Regions from separate parts of the Drosophila melanogaster genome. Here region 2 is linked to region 1. A link is a contact called in public Hi-C data. All regions are on one chromosome and are shown on one strand. Each heading gives the region's core, a stretch centred on a gene start, on an enhancer-like site or on the middle of the called end of the contact. The rest is flanking DNA. Distances are from core to core; before and after follow the strand shown. Region 1 overlaps bi (bifid). Region 2 overlaps lncRNA:CR32773 (long non-coding RNA:CR32773).

What was found. A called contact is a pair of places that touch in the nucleus more often than the background predicts.
Region 2: a contact with region 1 is called in a Hi-C map of the Kc167 cell line, with 2.4 times the contacts expected there. The contact joins two enhancer-like sites. A contact is called at or near these places in 49 of 107 Hi-C or Micro-C datasets (the Clone 8 cell line, the D17-c3 cell line, the Kc167 cell line and 22 more) and 2 of 6 datasets of contacts at active chromatin or transcription factors (both in the Kc167 cell line).

The regions. Positions count from the first base shown.
Region 1 is chrX:4,428,464-4,435,221 of dm6, reverse strand. bi (bifid) reads right to left here. Exons shown (of 8, transcript NM_001297932.1): 2 at 5,724-6,758. The region is part of intron 3 of lncRNA:CR32773 (long non-coding RNA:CR32773); the gene reads left to right. Among named protein-coding and RNA genes, the nearest start is that of bi, 18 kb to the right of the region's middle. Within about 2 kb of position 3,786, at least 2 of the 39 cell types and tissues checked have an H3K27ac peak or open chromatin away from gene starts, as enhancers often do.
Region 2 is chrX:4,502,323-4,508,600 of dm6, reverse strand. All of the region lies in intron 2 of lncRNA:CR32773 (long non-coding RNA:CR32773), which reads left to right. Among named protein-coding and RNA genes, the nearest start is that of CG3556, 25 kb to the left of the region's middle. Within about 2 kb of position 1,315, at least 29 of the 39 cell types and tissues checked have an H3K27ac peak or open chromatin away from gene starts, as enhancers often do.

The sequences.
Region 1 (6,758 bases), core at 2,537-5,036:
CTCGCTCGCACTCTCCTTGCTTACTCGCCTGACATTCTCTGTCTTAAGGTTGTTGTTGGTATTCCCTTTTTTTTTTTGTTGTATCTTGCCCCATTCTTTGTGCGAATTTTTTTTTATTTTTTGTTTTTGCTTATGTTTTTCTTATTTTCTTTCCTTTCTTCTTTTTTTGGGTTCTTCTGAACTCATGTTGTTCATTATAAAGGACGTCATCATCGTCATCTTTTGGGTTGTTGCTGTCGTTGTTGGTTGTCATATTTTGCCTTGTTTGCTTTGTGCATTTCCAAGTTGTTCGTGGAGAAAAGGGAATATCAGACGGAGAAAAAAGTTGGAAGCCAGCAAATGCGTTTTAAATATTCCATTCCATGCAGTTCAAGGCGGGCTGTTTCGAATTCCACACGTTGCTTATAGTTGTCGTAAGATTGGGTCTGTAAATTTGTACCAAATCCGGAGTTCCTTCATCATGAAGTTTCTTTGCGAACTGAAGACTTTCTTGGTGTCTCATTCCAACGTTCCGATGTTCCATTCCACTGTGCCCACTGTGTACATTTCCATCGTTTCTTTCACTTTGCAGTTAGTGCACCATTCTCAACACCTCCACCTTAAATGTGATAATCACCCATTAGGCTTATCAGTTGCCCACCAAAACTGACGTCTCATTAGCCAAGCGGAGCGTGTAAACAGCTGAATTCTCTCGTTTAAGACCGAAACCATTTAGCGGCATTTTGTTACCATCAATTTTCGGCTGGTTGCGGTTCTCTGACCAAAAACTCAGACGTCATTAAGCCAAGTTAGGAGAACCGCTAGCAGCGCTTCAATTTCCAACTTGCAACTTCCGCTGCGTGGGCGCTTTATTTTTAGTTGTTTTTTTTTTTTTTTGTTTGAGGGGAAACTTGGATTTTTACCGGCGACGGAAACGCTTACTTAATTAGCCGAACCAAAAAAAAAAAAAAAGAAAAATGAATTTTTGGTGTTCCTCAAATTAATTTCCATTTAATTCAAAGTAGGCGTAAATGCAATTTAAATTAACAGCCACCAAAATGCGCCACTTAAATGTTTTGCTGTCTTTCTTTCTCTCCAATGCCTGTCGCTTTTTAATTTGTTAAGATTTTTTTATGACATTTTTATTGTAATTTAAGCAGCGTCGTGTTCGTATTTGGATTTCGGTTTTCAGTTTTTGGGTGGTGTGGATTGTAGTTTTGACCAAACTGGTTTTATTTCATTTAATTCACATAATGGCGATAGGTAGAAATATTTATTTGGAGGGTTTAAATTGCATTCCGCGTTGTCCGACAATCGGCCATGATAGAAATGAGTGTCTTGCAAAGATCATATAAAAAACCGGGATCTCGGAAATATGAAAATAGAAGCTAAGATAACCAAATCTAATGTCGACTGAGACAAAATAATAAGTCACACTGTTTTATTAATGAAATGATGGTTCATACCAAATTTTAATGTAGTAAATGTTTTGTAAAAAAAAAACTATTGCAATATGCGTATCTTTCGTTGCAAAGAAAAGTAGCTAATTGCCCAGTGGCCATTTGAACAAATTTGTTGTAAATAATTACTGGTTACGATGTGTGCAGTTATCTGCAGGATCCCACCAATTTTCCATACGCTCTACACGACAAGCCGGCGAAATCAATTTGAAATCAAATTACGTGCAAATTATCCAATGGACTCATGAATTTTCCAAGAGTCGAACGAAACCCAAAGGATATGTGTATCTACCGCACGGAGGGTCAATCTATCGCTATGCCAATTATTATGCATTTTTTATCGAACTGAAAATTGTCAAGTGAATTTGGTATGGGCGCTGTAAGGAGGTTTTTGCCCAAATAGCACAATGGAAAATTACAGCGTAGAACCAAAGAAATTTCCAAGTTACTAAGCAAATTAAGTGTAATTTAGAAGGGGCATTTTTCGTAACCCCCTTCACCTTCGCATATTTGTCAACTTAGCACATCGATAATTTTTCCTGCCCCCTTTTGCGGGACGACAATTTTAACACAATTATGAAAAACGTTTCCAAGATGGCAAAGCAGGGAAAATGGAAAATGGGAAATGGGGTATTGTGGGTGGGACTTGTGGCTCTTCAGGGGTTGTGTGTGCACTATAACAATATTTCGCCCTCAACCCCCAATTGACCCCTTTTCCCCGCCCGCTAATGGCATTGTGGGGAAATATGAACAAAAAAAAAAAAAGGAAAAATAAAAAACTAGAAGGCGGACACGCCCATTTAATTGAGCCTACGGCTTCGAGGAGGTGGGCGTTAGGAGGGGGCGGCCCGGGGCAGGCCAGTGCACTTTGATTGCGTTTTGTCGCCGTCAGCTGAGTTTTTACCCAAAACGAAAATGGAAGTAATCGAAGGAGTAAGGGAACAACAAAATATGTAGGAAATGGAAAATTTTTATTTATGAAAATTAAACAAGTGAACTTTGACAGGCGGTTGCCCAGGGTCTGACCCCTGATCCCGAAAACACAAAAAAAAAAAAAAAACTTCCAAAAACTTGGAAAGAGTGGGTGTCCTGTGGCGTGTCATTAAATATTTTTGTCTTGTCACATTATCGCATGCCTGTCACAAAGTCCGACATCAATTAGAAACTATGATGTGGTACAAAAAGACAAGTCATCGTCATATTTTCTAATCACATGCACAACATATTACAATACAAAAAAAAAAAAATGATTGATTTTCTTCTCGGTGACTAAAAACCCAGAATAACTGCTATTAAGTCCGTGTTTATAGAATCTTTCCAATGGCCAATAAATTGCCGCTTTCAATTAGCTAAAAACTGGCAAAATCAAAGCAATCTCGCACCATCTTCTATCTACATCGAAATGCTATTTTTGCTCTCATTTGGGGTCAACATTTGATAATTTCTGACATTTTTTATAGATTTTTTTTTTTTTCAATGGCTTGCCTATTTTTTCAAATCGTATTTCCTTGACTTCTCGCACTGAAAGTGTCGCCAAATGTTTAGGGGTGTGGAAAACGAGGGGAGACTTTATTTATTTGCGCTTAGACAGCAATTTCAATTAATTGATAAGTCACAGCAACAAGCAGCAGAACGAAGATAGATTTCACGCTATTTGCTTTAGCGACATAATTGCCAGCGACAAATTGAGAAAAATTGCAGAGCAAGTGCAATCTGAAGTGAAATTTAATTTTAGTTCTTAAGTAAGTGAAGTAGGAGCACCGTATTGAGACGACTATGGGAATACACGTCATTCTGAAGGAGCTGTGCTGTGAACTTTTGTGAATGAAAAACTATAGCCACAAGCCTCCAAATCATTGCATCAATGAATCGAAATCGAAATCGAAATTCGCTAAAAACAGGCACAAAAACCGATTGAATCGAGCCAAGTGAATGCAAATCCACTCGCAAAACATTCAAGTGGCACTCACATGAAGAGTCGAAAAAGGGTGGCATGGTGTTTTCCACCGGTGTGGTGGAGGTGGAGGGGGGGGGGGTTCTTGTGCGGCAGGAAAAACAATAATTTTGACATTGATGATGATGGGGCAACGGCAACAGAAGCGGCAACAATAATTCCGTTTGCTGTTTTGCCATTTGGTTGTTGCTTTTTTTTCGCACGTCTCGCAAGCATGCAACAGCAAAAATGGTAAAAACAAGAACAACGAAGTGTGGTGTGTGTGTGTGTGGCGTGCAAAAAAGTTGCAACTTACACACTGCCATAATCTCCATATGTGTGCTAGGTACAAGTACTTAAAACTTTTACAAGCCACTCGTGGCTCCCCTTCTCTGCCCATCTCACTTGCTCCCATTCCTCATCCATGGGCCGCCTCACCACGCCCCCTTTTACAACAATTGCATGCCACACTTTGGGGCAAGTCCCCCCCCCCCCCTCCTTTTGCAGGGTCATGAACTCGGCAGCACGGAGAGAAAATTGCATTCGCCTATGCCACCCAGCTAATCTAAAGCAAATATCTCGTTTTAATCAGTATTCATAATTTTCATTGTAATGAAATTATCAAACTTTACTAACTAAGAAATGCGCCTAAAATACAGCATTTGCCACAGAAAGGACTTTAATATACAGTCCATTAAACTGCAATTTTTCTGAGTGCACATATTTTGTTCACCGACTTGCGAAGTGAATATGGATGTGGTTGCGTTGTTTTTCTTGTTTCATTTTATTTTTTTTTTTTTTAGTTTTTTTTTAGTGGGATTTTGTAGTTGGCTGGCTGGGCCACTTGGTTTAGTTTCACACTTCAAATCGCCAAACTGCTAATGAGCTTAAGGATATGGCCAGGAAGAGAGCCCCACTACTTAAGCTCGAAAAAATATAATTTTCAGCAACTTTTTCGTGCTTTTGTTTCTCGTTTGTTTTGTTTTTTTTTTTTTTTTGTGTACTTCCCAAGTGCGAACAACCAACAACAAAATGCAACTACTTGCATACAGTTGGGGGGCGTTGGGCGGTTGGGGGCGTGGCCAGTGGACCTAGACACCTGGCCAGACGTATTCCCAACTTTCAGCACACAAAACTATTTGCAAATATTTTATTTTTGCGCTTATTTCCACTTTCTATTGGTGTTGTTGCCACGCCCACGCCGCCAGACTGGCATTGAAACTATATGCATATATATATATATATATATTCATATATATATATGTGCATATAATTAAGTATTTGGGAAAAGGCGGCGTAGAAGGCGTTGGCCAAAGAGGCTTAACCGAGGCGTCAGGCAATTTGTAGCTTAAAAAAAACAGCAACAGAAGCTAATTGAATTTGGCCAGCTATGAAATGAATTACCGTAAAAAGCGAAGAAAAATTAAGGGGGCTTTGACAACGCAATTTTGACGCAAGTTTATGGCTAAACATAAAGTTGTAAAGGAAATCTTATAAATTTGGCACTAATCTTTGAAAGTTGGTTAATGATTTTCCACATTAAACTAATAGGCTTTATGTGATCGTTAAACGTAAATGTCTCTATTTCGCTGTGCAGAGCTTAGAATATGTTTGTTCACTTCTAATTGAAATTGTAAATGTAAATTGTTACGTAAGCCTTTGCTGACTTTATGGCAATTACATATATTTCGTAAAGTATTGGCGACATTTTTGAGTGCATTCACAGCGGCCACATCTTGCACTCACTTGACACTCACTCCATTCACTGCGGCCAAGTGTGAGTGTGTCTCAGTGAATACTTTCTCAAGTAGGTGTGAAGCTCAAAACGCATTTTCACGCGCCAACGCAGCTTGAATGTCAACGTCGTCGTCGTCGCATAATCATCATCGTATCATCATCATCTTCTCGAGGGAGAGAGTCTGAGTTTCTGCGGCTGATGACATGCTGCTGCAAAAATGGAAAAATTATACAAAAAAAAAAAAAAAAAAAGATGTAAAAACGACAAAAAGGAGAAGAACGGGGGCGTCTGTTCACCTACTTTCAGCTCAACTGGGCGTGGAACTTGGGATCGGTTTTAACCGCTAACGGGAGCTTGAGACGTCGCCACACGTGCTCAAGTGGCCAAGGCTGCTTGCCCGGGCTGTGACCTGACCTTCGGCCCCAGATCTGTGCCCTCGATTGCCAAAAGCTCGGCAAAGGTCACAATTATTTGCCAATATGACGGCAAAGCATATCCAAAAACAATTCTTTTGTATAAAGCTACATTCGTTCGAATTCTAATCGAGATTCGATTTTACACACTTAAATGTTGGGAGACCTTTAATACCCTGTAAAATGAGTATAGAACTCACCTGCCGCTCTTGGTGATGACCATTTCCGTGCCCAGTTTGTGGAACTTCTCCCACAGGTCTTTGCCCTCCAGCGTGACCTTGGGATCATCGACGACGCCATCGTCCTCGGGCTGAAGCGCCCGCAGCGGTCGCATCGCCGGATGCAGCTGATGGGCGACGGCCGAGGCAAGGACGACGTCCTCGGCGGTAGTATAGGCGCTGCCCAGATGATGGGCGTGCGGATGGGCACCTGGGTGGTGCGGCGGGAAGCGCAATCCACCGCCGGGATACAGACCCGGATGCGGTCCGGCCGGACTTCCAGCTAGAGCGGCCAGTGCCGCAGCTGGAAAGTACGGTGGTGGTGGTGGGGCCGGGTGCTGTTGTTGCTGCTGTTGTTGTTGCAGGTGGTGCGGCGGTGTGGGTGGCGGCAAGCCTGTGGCGCCGGCGGGCGGTGCGGCGGCACCCGTACTGGGTGAGTGATGTGCGGCGGTTGGGTGGTGCGACGGATGGGCGGCGGCTGAAGCTGAGTTGTTGCTGCTGCTGCTACTGCTGTTGTTGTTGGGCGGTGGTATTGGCGGTAGACCAACAATTGTGGGCGGTGGTGTGCCAGCGGGCGATGGCGGTTCCTCGGTGGTGCTCAAGTGGTGTCCTTGCTTTTGACTTGTGTTATTATTATTATTGTTGTTGTTATTCGTGTGGTTGTTGTTATTATTATGGGTACTGTTATTATTGTTGTTATTGGAACTGGAGTTGTTGGTGTTGCTGGTGGTGGTGGTGTTGCTGCTGCTGTGGTTGCTTTGCGGCGATAACTGCGCACCACCACCCGTTGGTGAAACGGCCACGAGATTGTTGGTGTTATTGGTGTTTGAATTGGTGTTGTTGTTGGAATTGGAGTTGTTGTTTCCGCTGTTGGTGTTGCCGCTGTTGTTATTGTTGCTACCCGCCGTCAACAGCGAGGAAACGCTGAAGTCAGTGGGTCGTTGCGTTAGCTGCAGAAATGGATGATATGCCATCCCATTGGCGAACCTGGCGAATGGATCCTCAGCAGACTGATGA
Region 2 (6,278 bases), core at 66-2,565, 76 kb before region 1:
GCCATGTAAAACGACGGCGAGAGCAAATTCACCATTTTGTCACACACGCAGGACAACAAACACGCATACATACATACAGACTTCTAAAAACATCCAGTCGACGACGCTGGCAAACAAAACAGAAAAGCAACAACAATAATAGTAGTAAAAACAAGGACTCACAAGGACCCCCACCTACTCGTTGTATTTTTTTTTCTGCTCCCAGAAATCCTCCCCTTTTGGTGGTGACAAATCTAAAAGGACGACGGCAAACGAAGGAAACTCACCACAGCAGCGACGCCGGCAGAAAAGCACCCTTAATGCTCCGTTTTGCACTCACTCTCTCTCGCTCTCCCTTGCTCTCTGGCTCTCTTTCGTGCTCTCTTTCGATCTGCATTGGTGTGCGTTCGAGTGTATCTTCGCTGTCCTTTGAGAAGTACTTGGCCAATGGTGACACATGACCACCAGGAGCGACTAAAACACTCTAGCCACCGCACTACCACCCTCACACCATTACACCAACACCCCTATTGTAATCTCACAAAAACACGCATATGCGCCTTTTCATTTTCCCGCTTTTTCCTAGGGGTTATAATTTCTATTAGTTTTCTTTCCTTAACTATTCAAAAGTGGGGCAACAAGTGGTTGGAGGATCGTTTGGGGCTGCATTATGGGGTCAATTATGAACCACCGATGCTAATTTTATTAAAATATTTCAAATTACATGAACTCATCATTTTCAGAGCACGTAATTAAATGCTGAGCATTGTTGGAAGTGGTTGGTCTAATTTCTTCACTCATACTTAATTAACGTAGAACAAAAAGGCAGGCGCATTATAAACAACCGAATAGCTAACAGTTTAGCATGAATAAATCGTACAATTCTTACCAAAACTTAAATTTGTGATAGAAACATTTAAGTTTTTCATAAAATAGGGAGTGAATAATGATTTATAAAGTTATAAAGTGAAAATGAAAGTGCAATTTAATGTTTTCACCGCTTTACAAATGTAAAGTGAATAAAAAATAAATTACCAAAATAAATGGGTTATTATTTATTTTCCGCTTTAATTTGTTGTTTGAAAATAAGGAGTTAGGAATATACAACTTAATATTAACGATCTTGAGTAGCATACAATTCGCAAGTTTTTCTGAATGACAGCTGCGAATAACAACCCTGTCCTTAATCGGAGTGCAAAGCATCAACCCCCAAAGTAAAGTCGCTGAAGACGAAGCCTGTTTTCTTGCTTTTTTTTGCCACCACAGCGAAAGAAACCGGAGGTGTTGTCACCGTCCCATAGATGGCGCCCGTTCGTTGCCGGCGTTAGCGGACAGATGGCGGTAGTGTGCGCGAACACGGAAGGTTTTGAATGCCACGGCTATTCCATATATCCAATGAAGATACCTTAAGATACATTGCTTTTACAAATGTTACGAGAAAATCATTCGTAACTATTGAGCAATTTTCGAGTAATACAAAAAAGCAGGAAATATAGTTATTTCAGTCTTGTGAGTCCTGAAAAAGGTTAAAATACTTGATCAGCTTTGACATGAGGCTGTTGAACGTGGGCACAGAATACACAGGAATAAAGAAGGTGGGTCCAGCAGTGCATAAATTTCCGCCCCATCACCATATGTGAGTGTGGGTCGGCTGGTTTGGAGAACAACAAACAGCTGGCGGTCATATTTTCCAGTCAACAAGGCAGCAACAAACATAACCAGGCCGTCGGATCCCCACTGCATCCACCCGAGATTCCCCCCCTCCGGCATTTCCCATTTTCCTCATGGTTTTTTGGGGCAGCTGCTGTTGGCTTTTAAGCAGAAACTCACACATGTATGGATGTTATGGAGTGGGCTTTCCCGAATCCCGACACGGACTCTTTATTAGAGTGACCCCAAAATGGAGCTCCCAAGTTGGTGGTCCCTGAAATTCCCGTCATTCCCGTTATTACGAGAGTTTCCACATGATGCCCCCTTTTCAAGCCAAAGCCACTAAGGTTTTTATGCCCTTGGTAGTAAACCAGACACTGAATTTTCGGCCGCCTATTGCATTCCGCTTGGCTGGGAAAAGTCTTCACGGTATGTCAAGTATTAATTTTGCAGTTTGTTTTTTTTTTATCACAGTTGAGATTAAATTTAATCGGAAATATTGCCACGGCCTCGGGCTATGCGGCGGCAATATTTGAAATGAGAAAAATGGGAATACAGTTGAGCATTAAAGTAATCATTGAAATACTAGAACAATTTGAAAGCCATTGAGTATTTAAATTCATTAAATGCACATTTCGAACTCTTTAAAGTATATTATACATTTATTTAATTCATATGAAATTCTAGTTTGTTCTAAAATTTACCTAAATTGCAGGTAACTAAATATATTTATAAATTAGAAAACTGATTCCATTTCTGTTTTTTGTTTTGGCTCAGTTATAGCTGGCTTATCATTGCCAATTTTCTGTTTGGTCATTTTCATTGTGACCATTTTCGCACACGTATTTTTCCGGCCTTCGCTTGGGGTCGAACCAAAATGGCCGCCTCTGCTGCCCATCCATTTTCATTCAGCCCCATTCCCATTCCCATTTCCATTTCCAATCCCATTCCCATTCTCATTTCCATTTCCATTTCACTACCCATCCTGGACACACTCAATTTTCACAGACGAGTGTGAGTGTGTGTCCAGTCCATAGCCAAAAGTTATGGATTCAACTTTTGGCCAATTTAATTTTCTCGCCTGAAACGGCTACAGAGCAACGTCAGCAGCAGCAGCCATCCCACTTGACCATTGAAGCGCCACCCACTGGAATAACCATATCCCGACCACCGCCTCATCTGCCTCATGCGACCCATCCTCCCACATACATGTGCGTAGTGCGTGTGCATTGTGAGGACGTGGTCGACTGTGCTGTTGGCCATGGCTGATGAGGCTGGCGATGCTGGCCAAAACCCCACTGATTCCACCCAAACCAACTAGCCCAAACGGGGCTGAATCAAACGATAGACCGAAGAAGAATACACGCGAAGAAATGAAATGATCCTTCATTAAATTGTTTATTTATTTAATGTAAAATGAGAATTATAATGCATTTCAACTTAAACTGAAATGTGCTGCTCATTTAAAATATATTGCTGCGGTGATTTTTTTTTTTGTAAAACTTTGTTCACATTTTATAGCTCATCGGGCTTTTCTGGCAGTGTAGTTAACTGAACCGAGACTCGTGCTGAGGCCCGCATTTACAGATGATTTAGCTCATGTTTAAGGCCAGGACTCTTTGCTCTCAACCCGAGGCGGTGTGTCTGTGTGCGTGTATGTGCCTATGCGAGTGTGTGTGTGTGTGTGTGGACACATTGTGCCCCATTAGTTTCTGCCACAACAACAACAACAGCAGCAACAGCAACAGCAGCGGGGAAAACAACAAGAGCAGCACCAGCAGGAGCCAAAGGAGCCAAAAGGAGCAACCAAATTTGCATCGAAGCTCCTTTCTGTGTACAGAATTTTGGGAATTTTGTTGCTCTGCGGATGTCCCAGGTCCAGTTGTTTTTGTTGTTGTTGCTGCTCCTGCTGTTGTTGTAATAAGCAATGTTTTATGCACGCACACTCTGTACAGAAATGAATGAATGGTTGGTTGGTTGGATGGATGGATGATATTCCACCCCCGAAAAGTGTTCCTTAGGCACGAGTGAGTGACCAGTTTTCCAGTCCATTTAATTTTCGTAGCTAGCCCGCAGTTTTTCCTTTTGCGTTCGTAGTCCTATTTGCCCATCCAGCCGTCGTGGTGCAATTTGTCCGGCTTTTTGATGATGGCTTAATAAAATTAGTTAATGCCTCTTCGATATGTGGGGATGTTTTTCTCACAAAATACAAAAACGTCGAGTGCAATTGGCACTCAAAAATTTCCGTACGGAAGCAAGCGAAAATTGCGTAAATCGATTGAGGCTATTTGATAGCTATACTACCATTTATGCACTTCAATTCCATTTATTATTGCAAAATAAAAACAACTCAGGTGTTCCGACATGTTTCACTCATAAAATGAGTAACGATGAGGCTAATTGGGTTCCTTTTATTGGCCAAAGTTCAACAGAAATATTTTGGACGCAAATTGAAAAGATGAAATAAATGCATGCTTGAATGTCGGTACAACGAATAAGACTGGAATCGTAAATGAAATTTTTCACCAATTCTAAGTACAAACGTCATTTTAAACTGCAGCTTCTACTCAACGAAAAAAAAAGAAAAGTTAACCGCGATTCCACGAAATTTATGTATATTGCTCTTAAGACTGTAAACAAGGGACATCCATTCCCCAGTATCTCTACTCAATTTTCTTGCATTTTCACGATTATAAATAGAAACGATCGATCGATTGATTGACGCCTTGTTTACGCAATACCATAGATTGGTTCCTGCAGGAAAAAAAAAACTACTGCTTTTCATCCGCACCCACATTGTGCAAGCCCACATATTCCCTGCTTGTTTTCTGAATTTTCCTTGGCCCCCAGGAATGTCGTCTTGGCTCGTCCTTTTCGTGCTGCGGGCTGGGGGGAGTCGTCAAAGTTGCGCTGAAAAAAAGGCAGCCATCTACCAGCTACTTTCAAGTTGAACTTTCATCCATACACACACACACTAGTCAACACACACACACACACGCGCGCACACATGCTTAACCAAGCGAGGCTTGAGTGTGTGAGTTGAAGTGGAGCAACTTCATCTGACGCTCCTGCAACTTGGGGCTAACTTTTCAGGGGCCACGGGTCGGATAAGAGGGGCGGGGCATACGCTTTGAAAGAATGCCGACAAGACTGTCCCCACCCCAGTGGCGTAGCTCAATGGGGGCCATGTTTTTAAATCACATAAGAGATCTGTCATCTTGCTTGCTGTCACCTATGATCCATTATATGCATTATATTTTCGTGATGAAGTCCCAATGTTCAAGTTAACCCTATAAAAGTTAATTTTAATCAATACCCCTTTGCCCAGAGCCACTGGAATGTCCTGTGTATGCGAGTTGCTTGCTGTTGTTTGGTTTTGTTTAGCTTAATTTGTGCACTTGCTTTGATGTGTCGACTCACTCACTCACCGACTTGGAACTGGCCCCTTCCTGGGAAATGGGAAAATTGTAAGGGGGACACTGGCATTTTATATATCATTTTCTTGAGGATGCTCTTCTTGGGCCGTTTTGCGATTATCTGACGAGTGGCACTCCTGGCCTCCGCTCCAGTTACTTCTGCCCAGGATTCCGTCAAGCATGTGTGGCTGCCTGGCAAATGGAATTGAGTTGGCCATATGTATGTATACATATTCACCTGCTGGGGTCCGCAGGTGTGAATCGCACATACATACAAGCATATGAGCATCAAAGCTGGAGTGCAGTACTTTGGCCTTTCAATGCCAAAGAAAGCTATTCAGGATGTCCTCAAGTTTCGCGTCTATATGGATATTTTTTTCTTTTAATTTTCTCCAAGAGAAGGAACTCAATTATGTGGCGCTTTATGGCACTTGAAGAGAAATGCTCGTAGTGCCAACACTTCCGTAATCATTAGGTAATCAGAATTTTCATAACGAAAATCCGGTAAAAGTACCAACTTTCTATCCATAGACTGGAGCTGCCAGCTGATTTATTTTATTATAGCCTAGAAAACAATGTGAAATATTGAATGGTGGGCAAGCCCATTTCCTAGACGGGTTACGTATTCTCGGAAGCCGCGACTTCCAGTAAAATCTTGGCTTATTGTTCTCTCGGCAATCAAGTGCACTTGTCACGATCTCCCCAACTTCTGAAAATGGTTACCCACATCTTTTTTTTTCTAGGTGTGTCTGTGTGTGTCGAGTGTCGAGGTAATCGAGTGTGGCGTCAACGAACCGAGATAAGATCGCTCCCAATCCAAATCGTAATCTCACAAGCCCCCAAAAACCAAAATGCCCAAGCACAGTCCCCTCGATTTCATTCATAAAAATTTCAACTGTTTAATATGCAAGCTTCGTCTTCGTTTACAAACTCTTTTTCAGCCGCTGGGTAATTTCTGCTGTAATTTTCTTTGACTGGCCAATTGGTTTTCCTTTTATGAAGTGTCACATGAAATTTTGTAATTTTCTTATCCATCACCGGTGAATAAAGCCAGGTAGACGGGCGTTTAAAGTGTCAGGCGACACTCGATGGGAAATTTGTCAGCGTTTGGCTCGCGGTCAGTGCAATTTTGGTCATTATGGAAATTGCCAGAATTGTCAGCGTGTAATGCAGGCCGAAAAACACATTCCCTTTCCCTATAATTGCCTATTTTTGGCGTTAATGCACAGAACA